Regions from separate parts of the Mus musculus genome. Here region 1 is linked to region 2. The links are chromatin contacts, called in public promoter capture Hi-C maps. All regions are on one chromosome and are shown on one strand. The core of a region is the stretch at or near the end of the contact, and the rest is flanking DNA. Distances in the headings are between cores, read along the strand shown.

What was found. Promoter capture Hi-C pulls out the DNA fragments that hold promoters and counts their contacts.
Region 1: a promoter capture Hi-C map of the HPC-7 cell line shows a contact between it and region 2. The contact joins the promoter of Spg7 here to the enhancer-like site in region 2. A contact is called at or near these places in 13 of 39 promoter capture datasets (the C10 cell line, the HPC-7 cell line, cranial neural crest and 8 more), 1 of 15 datasets of contacts at CTCF or cohesin (the NIH/3T3 cell line), 15 of 484 Hi-C or Micro-C datasets (the AML12 cell line, B cells, CD8 T cells and 10 more), 12 of 115 datasets of contacts at active chromatin or transcription factors (the 230-238 cell line, CD8 T cells, the HPC-7 cell line and 7 more) and 4 of 9 other capture datasets (adipose tissue, embryonic stem cells, liver and 1 more).

What each region holds. Positions count from the first base shown.
Region 1 is chr8:123,063,806-123,068,080 of GRCm38.p6, forward strand. Spg7 (SPG7, paraplegin matrix AAA peptidase subunit) reads left to right here and starts at 1,703. Exons shown (of 17, transcript NM_153176.5): 1 at 1,703-1,904; 2 at 2,668-2,770. The coding sequence starts at 1,722.
Region 2 is chr8:122,987,928-122,992,040 of GRCm38.p6, forward strand. The region is part of intron 1 of Ankrd11 (ankyrin repeat domain 11); the gene reads right to left. Among named protein-coding and RNA genes, the nearest start is that of Gm24445, 7.0 kb to the left of the region's middle. Within about 2 kb of position 2,259, at least 90 of the 459 cell types and tissues checked have an H3K27ac peak or open chromatin away from gene starts, as enhancers often do. A contact at or near this core is called in B cells, CD8 T cells, the HPC-7 cell line and 5 more, where this site is marked.

The DNA of each region.
Region 1 (4,275 bases), core at 453-2,952, 75 kb after region 2:
AAATTCCAGTTCCAGGGCATTCAATGTCACGTTCAGACCTCTGAGGGCACCAGGCTGGCACATATACACTTACATATAAGCAGGTAAAACACTCAGCCCATACAATTAAATGATTTAAACTTTCACTTCTGCGTGGCACGGTGTGTGCATGCCTTTGATCCAGCCCTGAGGGGGCAGGGGCAGGGAGATCTCTTGTGAGTTTGAGACTGGCTAGGACTACATAGTAAGATAATTTTTATTTATTTATTTACTTCAGAGAGTTTGCTTGACATGAAGCCAGGCACCAGTCAGCACCGAGAAGGCTTATTGTTTGAATTATTTAGTGTTAAGGGACTTGGAGAGTACAGAAAGACATGGAGTGGAAGGAAAGGCACCGAGACTGCTTTGGGGGCTTTCTGCAGTTAGACTACCAGGCACCAGCCTGGCATGGACTAGCAGGACTCAGAGCTTCAGTGGCCCTGCCCAGGCCTGGGATTGCAGCTGTCCATGGGTGGGACAGCAAGCTCTCCCTTCTGTCTCTGCACAAATGAACTGTCAAAGCCAAATGGTATGAAGCTCGGGATGACGGGTGCTCCTCAGGGGCAGTGAGTATAATTAAGGGGGCTCTTAATTTGGTCATAAACACAGTCCACAGGAACAAAGAATGCTAGTGGTTGCCTGATGCTAAGGGAGTTGGAGAAATGGGTAGTAGACCACTAATGGCTATAAGGGGGGGAGGGGTCTGGAAAGATGGCTCAGTGGTTAAGAGCACTGTCTGCTCTTCCAGAGGACACGGGTCCAATCACCACTTTAAATGTTTTATTTAATGTGCACTGGTGTTTTGCTTGCATGTATGTCTGTGGGAGGTTGTCGAATCCCCTGGAACTGGAGTTACAGATGGTCATGAGCTGCCATGTGGGTGCTGGGAATTGAACCTGGATCCTCTGGAAGAGCAGCCAGTGCTCTTAACAGCTGAGCCATCTCTCCAGCCCCTCCAGTTCCGACTTTAGGAGCCCCCCTCCCTCCCTCTCTAAGATTGAGGGCACCGTTTTCCTACTCTGTATGTAGCTGCTGCCCTGTGGTCTCACACACCACTGGCTCTAAGTTGATTCTGTAGCCAGCCAGGGGCATCCCCCGGATCTCTGATGTTCAGAAAAACTGGTTCATTCTTGTCAGGCCGGCACACAGGAGACGGAGCTTGAGTTTGAAGCCAGACTGTTGCACAGCGATACTGTATTTAAAAAAACAAATAACCAAAACCAAGAGGCAGGTGGATCTCCGAGTTCGAGGTCAGTCTGGTCTACAGCGAGAGGACAGCTAGCACCACACAGAGAAACAACAAAATAAATACGTACAGGAAGGACGGAAGTGGCCAACAGGAACCACCAAATCGCACCCCAAAGAAAGAGATAACGTGAAAAGCGAATCGTGTATCCACTTGCCAAGTACTGGAAACCGCAACTTGGACTGTTAATAAAACACAAGAGAGAAAAATACCGGGTAACCGTAGCCTGTCTCTACGTGAACCCGCAGGCTGCGGGCTGCTAGCTTTCGCGCTGCGCACCCTGCTGACTCTCGAGGTTTCGCAGCTAACCTTGCGGATACCAGACGGTTCGGACCGCGCAGGCGTCGCCAGGAGCGCGCGACCTTCAACCCCGCGCAAGCGCAAAGGGAGGCCGCCCTCAAAAACCTGACCGTTAGGGCGGCCGGAGCCGCACTGCGCAGGCGCCGCTTTCGGCACCATGGCGGCCGCCTTGCTGCTGCTTCGCGGGCTCCGCCCCGGCCCGGAGCCCCGGCCCCGACGGCTGTGGGGCCTGCTCTCAGGCAGGGGCCCAGGCCTCTCGTCCGGGGCTGGGGCCAGGCGGCCGTACGCGGCCCGCGGGACTCCGGTTGGCCCGGCTGCGGCTGGAGGCCACGCGCCTCAGGTAACCCGCTCGGAGCCCGGCGGCGGCGGGTGTGGCGGGTCGGTCCGCGCCGACCGGAAGTGCGCCTGCACCTCGCTCTTCCGCAGGAGGATGGCTGCTGTGGGCTCCCCGGGACGGGAGGCAGCATCTGCCTCGGGTGGTTCGTCTCTCCCTGGCGTGTGTGAGAGAGACGCCCTGTATCACTGTCCCTGGCGGCTTCAAACTGAGTCCTGGTCACCCGTGCCTTTCCGTCCTCTTCTTTCTGGTCTGGAGGCAGGCGTTCATGTGTACTCGGAGCAGCCCTTGGACTCCCGATCCTTTTGCCCACATAGGTGGTGCACACTTGCAATTTCAGTATTTGCTGGTAGGACGAGGCCAGGAAGATTGTGAATTGGAGACTCAAACTGGGCTGTGGGTGAAAGTTAATTGACTTTTGTTTCTTCGGTTTTTTTGTTTTGTTTTGTGGCTGAGTCCAGTGAAATTCATTGATGGAGTTGATTGACACTTTCCCTTGGCCCCTCCCCTTCTTGGGAGGCAGTTCTAGGATGGAAACCGAGGAGGGAGAGATTCTCAATACACAGTTGAAGATGACTTTGAACTTTTGATGCTCCTGCATCCCCTCCCAAGTGCTGGGATTACATGCATGCGCCACTGTACCCAGTTTTAAGGAGGTACTGGGGATCAAATCCATAGCTTTCTGCATGCTAGGCAAGGACTTTGATTAGGCCTGTGTTGTTGTGGTATATGGTCTTAGTGTTACCTCGGTCTTTTTCTCTTTTTACAGAGTTTGCTATTGCGAATACTGACCCCTAGCTTTGAAGGTATTAGCGGATTGTTACTGAAACAGCATATAGTTCCAAATGCAGTCAGACTGTGGCCGCTTTCAGGTGTGTATGCATTGCATGGTCCATTACTGAGGGACACAGGTTTTACTGTAGTCCTATAAGAGCATAGTGGAAGAGGACAAAACCAAACAAACCAGGTCTTACATGCCTGTAATCTCAGCACTAAAACAGGGGCTGCCAGTTGGAGGTCAGGCAGAACTAGCTAGTGAAACCCTGCTGGCCCCCTGCTCACCCCCACCCCCCACCCAAAAAAACAAAAGGTTTTATGTTGTCTGAGAGCACAGCACTTGCTGCAGTGAGCAGGGCTCGCTGTGATGTTCAGTAGAGTAGCCTAGGAGCAGAAGGCCATGCTGTGTGTGCAGCAGCATCCACCATCTCAGGCTGTGTGCATGCACTCTAGTCTAAGAGTGGAGGCTCCTTGGCAGGTGACAAGTGACATAGGAGAACGTCACTAGTTAGACACTGACCAGAAGACTAGGAACACCCAGCCACTAAGAGTACCTTTGATTCTTTTAAAAAACAAAACACCTGAACTTGTGACCCTCTTCAGTCCTGAGGTTACAGGTATGTACCACTCTGTCCAGTGTTATGTGAAGCTAGGGATTGAACTCAGGACTTTGGGCATGGTAAGCAAGTACTCTAACAACTAAGCTATATTTTCATTGTAACCTTTGGTTCTTTGTGCTGTGAGCTATGTTAGCCCTGTTATGGATAATCTGAAGTGAAATGTATAGCTAGGGGCTGTGAGCACTCCTTGATCATCCTGCCTGTCCCTTCCCAATGGGAGCACGTGAGACCCCACTCCTCACCTGGGGGTTGCAGACTGGTTTGTTTGGTTTTGTTTTCTTGAAACAAGGCATTAATTTGCAGTCCAGCCTGGCCTTGAACTTAGAATCCTCCTGTTCTCACCCTCCAGGTGCTGGGATTACAGGTATGTGCTACCAGGCCTAGACTTCTCTTTGCTCACTTTAAGTGTTTTATTTTGTTTCCCCGCCCCCCACCCCGTGTGTGTGTGTGTGTGTGTGTGTGTGTGTGTGTGTGTGTCAGAGAGAGACACAGAGACAGAGACAGACAGAGACACAGAGAGAGAGACAGAGAGAGAGAGAGACAGACAGACAGAAAGAGAGAGAGAGCGTGAGCACACAGAGTGCAGGGATACTCCCTGTGGGTTCTAGGAATTAAATTGAGGTCATGAAGCTTGGCAGAAAGTCCCTCTGCATCTTGAACCATGTTATTAGCCCTCATTTACAAAATCTAAGTGGTGTGGCCTAGTGAGATGGCTCAGCAGTTAAGAGCTACTTTTCCAGAGGAACCAGGTTTGGTTCCCAGAACCCATATGGCAGCTCACAACCATCTGTAATGCCTACTCCAGAGGATCCAACCCCTTTTTCTGGCCTTCACGAGTGCTGCACACACAGTATACAGCCGTACGTGCAAAACACCCACATATGAAAATCACTTTATCTTAAAAAATAAATAAAACATTAAGTTCCATTGTTGTTGCTGTTGTTCTTTCTGGATTGCTTTTTAAAACAAACAAGTTATTT
Region 2 (4,113 bases), core at 1,009-3,508:
CAACAATAAGCAATTATACAAAAATTTTTAAAAATTATTTTGGGAATTAAAAAAAATTGAGAAAAGGCTTTTTTGCTCCCAAGCTGTCTTGTCTGTCATTATGTCACCTCACCACAGAATCATCATTTCCAGAGGTCTGGCCTGATCATATACAGTGCATACAGATGTTGCAGCTACTTCTGGGCCCCTAGGAAAACCTCTCTGACCTCTTCAGGTTTGCTGTGGCCGAGACCAGGCTTTGAAAGGTGGATGATGCAGTGATTCAGGAGGAGAAACAGACTTGCCCCAACATCAGCCCTAAACATCAGCCTGGTTTCTGGCTGAACCAAGTTCCACAGATGAGACTTTTATGAACTTGGCCCAAGGACTATGTAGAATCTATAAGATTGGTCATATTGAAAAGTTAAAGTGTTATTTTTCTAGGCTAAGGGCTGTGAGTATAGCATCTGAGGTCAAAACCAAACACCAGCCTCGGTACTACAAAGTCCTTAAACCCAATTTCTAAGCGCCAGGTGTGGTAGCCCAGACTTTAATCCCAGCAGTCAGGAAGCAAAGACAAGCATCTCTGAGTTCCGGAACAGTCAGGACTATACAGAGAAACCTTGTCTCAAAAAAATACAATAAAAACAATCAAAGAAGAATGACATTCTACCTTTGAGGCCTTTAGACCTCTAGAGACCTTCAGAGGTAGAGGGTGTGTGTGTGTGTGTGTGTGTGTGTGTGTGTGTGTGTGTGTGTGTGTGTAAAGATGGTAAAAACGCCAAATTTACAAAGGCCTAAGAAGTCATCTTATTGTGGTCTTGATTTGAGAAGAAATCTACTTCTTTTTTTCTTCCTTTTTTTGGGGGAGAGTGGAGGATGAGGGTGTGGGGGGTGAGGGTGTGGGGGTGAGGGGAGTATACTGTAGGAATGGGGAGTGCAGTCTCTCACTCTGTAGGCCAGACTGGCCTCAGACTCCCTGAGATCTGCCTGCCTCTGCCTCCCAAGTGCTGGGATTAAAGGCAGGCAACACCACCAAGGCATAAGAGATTTTTAAGACATGATCCACAATCTGAAAGACCATGCAAAGAACCTAGAAAATCTTCTAAATCAAAGGACCCGATTGCCAGTTATCAATGTTAACGGCTTCCTGCTTGCTTCCCCTTTAAGGATTAAAGATTTACTTCAGTTCACAGCTTTAAGAGGGTTATAGTCCACCACAGCAGGAAGACATGGCATATCTGCTCAGTACAGGGTAAGATCAACGTGTCAGAGGTTGCCAAAGCAGAACCAACTGCATGCATTCTACTTATCTCAAAGGTAATGAGCACAGTGGACAGTTATGGCTATCACAAGGGCATGACTCATGGTGATCAAAACTCAAGTGTAAGCCAGGCACAGCCATACACCTGTCACCTGAGCACACAGGAGGAAGAGGCAGGAGGACTAAATGTTGAGGTAGTGATGGTGTTTTAAAAGCAATTATATATCCAACTATGATAAAGTTTGTTTTCCTCCCAACACCATAAAAGCTCTAGTAGATTACATCTTTATTAATAAACAGGAAGGTTTTGGTGGGAGATACCGGTTTGGTTTGATGTCCTTTTGCTTTGTTTTTTCAGACAGCCTCATTATGTAGCCTCATTATGTACTGGCTTCAAACTCACGGCTTAGCCACCCATCCACACAAAGGGGTGAGCAGGTGACACATAGTGCCAGAGACCACCATACCGAAACACTCGCTCAGCTTCAGACTCACAGGACTGAGCAGATCCACACCACAAGCAGCAGCACTGCAAACTATATAAAGCTGTTCTAGACTGAACCCTGCAAAGTCTTAAAATCTTTAACAATGTTTCCATTCCAAATTGCCAAGCGTAATCCCGCTAAGAGCTGAACTCAACACGGACAAGACACACCACAGTATGAACAGCATCGTCACCACTGCATGAACTTCAAGGATATCCACTTTTTTTGAGACAGGGTTTCTCTGTGTAGCCCTGGCTGTCCTGGAACTCACTCTGTAGACCAGGCTGGCCTCAAGCTCAGAGATCCGCCTGCCTCTGCCTCCCAAGTGCTGCTGGGATTCTTGGGAACCAGGTCACAGCCTACTGTTTAACCCCCCACAGTCTATGACTTACTCCCATCAAGACAAACACAGACATAGAGCAAAGTATGACATTTTAGGATTATGCCAAAACACAGAATGTAGACCCATGCCCACATCCTGTCCGGAAGTTAAGAAGACAATGGGATGAGTCATAAGCTGCCTCCAGAGGAATCCACTGTGCTGCTGTTAAACAACACACAGCTTACATATATTAGGATGAAGTGGGAATGCTCCCATTATGCCAGGGACAAACAACTTTAAAAAACCGTCATATAATTACTTGGAAAAATTCAAGCTACAAAAGTTCCCACAATCTATGACAGGGTCCTGGTTAGGCTCTAGAAGCTACCCAAGCCTCACAGCAGGCCTACACAGATGAGAACTCACCTTTCTCCAGACTTTCCAGACCCAAGAAAAACAGGACGAATGGAGAGACAGTCTGTATCTCTGTCTGTGTCTGTCTGTCTGTCTGCCCCCCCACCCAGCCTACAATGTAGAATTAGCTCACCAGTTAAGAGAGACAAGCTTCCTCCAAAGGAATCTACTTTGCTGTTATTAAACAATAAGCACCTTACACACATTAATATGAAGTAAAAATGCTCCTATAATGCCAGGGTCAAACAACAGTACAACTTTTTTTTAAAATGTCATATGCCACATCTAATTCATACATATTTTTGTTTTAAGATCTTGAAAGTACAATAGCAGAATATATTCTACTACCCAGTAATTAGAGTAAGAGCACTGAAAACGTATTTCAGATATACAAGCCTAAAGCTATGAAATTTAAATATAATTAAACAGTGATCACAGGTAAGCAAATCAAGAGGCTAACCAATGATGCTTACTACCTAAAAAGGTATTTTACTATAGTGTCTTTGTGAAAGACTTTTCTGGAATCATTCAAGACCTTAGACTAACAGTGTATTTATCAGAATTTATCAAAATAATTTACTATAATGTAAACTTCAAGTTCAGTCTAGAAGGTAACGATCTTTGTACTGGGAGCAGAATCCTGTACACAATTAAGACTGACAGTGTATTCACAAGATTTTTTCAATATGAGTTATTATAAAGTAGGGGTTGGCGCTATGGCTGAGTAGGTTAAGAACACTTGTTCTGCAAGCGTGGTTTGAATAGGTTTGCCCTCCCCCTCCCCATTCATGTGTTTGAATGTTTGGTCCTTGTGGTGTGGCATTAGGGAGTGTGGCCTTGTTGGGAGGAGTGTGTCACTGTGAGGGTGGGCTTTAAGGTCTCCTCCTATGCTCAGGCTGCACCCAGTACATACAGTCTCCTCCTAGTTGCCTTCTGATCAAGATGTAGAACTCTCAGCTCCTTCTCCAGCACCATGTCTGCCTGCATGCTGTCATGCTTCCTGCCATAATAATGGACTAAACCTCCAAAACTGTAAGCCAGCCCAAATTAAATGTTCTCCTTTCTAAGAGCTACCTTGCTCATGGTGCCTCTTCACTGCAATAAAACCCTTAGAGCTGGGCATGCATGAGTATGCGTGTAACCCGAGCACTGAAGCAGAGACAAGTAGATCACAAGAGCCTGCTGGTCAAACAACCTAGCCAGGGTGGTGAGCTTCCAATCCAGCACGAGACCCTGTCTCCAGGCAGAAAACAAGGAAGGAAGAAGACACTCAACGTCCTGCTCTGACCGCCATGTGCCTACACAATCATGTCCATGCAAAATCCACACATGTGCTCACCTGTGCAAGTGTTACAGTTAGAATATCCCAGAAATACACATTCTTTAAAAGTAATAAACACTAAGAGCTGGAGGTGGCTCATCAGCTAAAGCAATTGTCCCAAAAGCTTGATTGCCAGAATCTACATAAAAGCCAGCCGCAGCAGCCTAAGTATCAGTGATCCCTGTACTCCTACAGGAAATGGAAGGGGTAGACACTAGGAGCTTTAGCTCATAGGCCAGCTGAACTGGCTTATGCTATGGTTTTCAAACCATAGAAAGTTGAGGCAGGACACTAAGAGTATCCTCTGACTTCCACACAAGGGCCATGT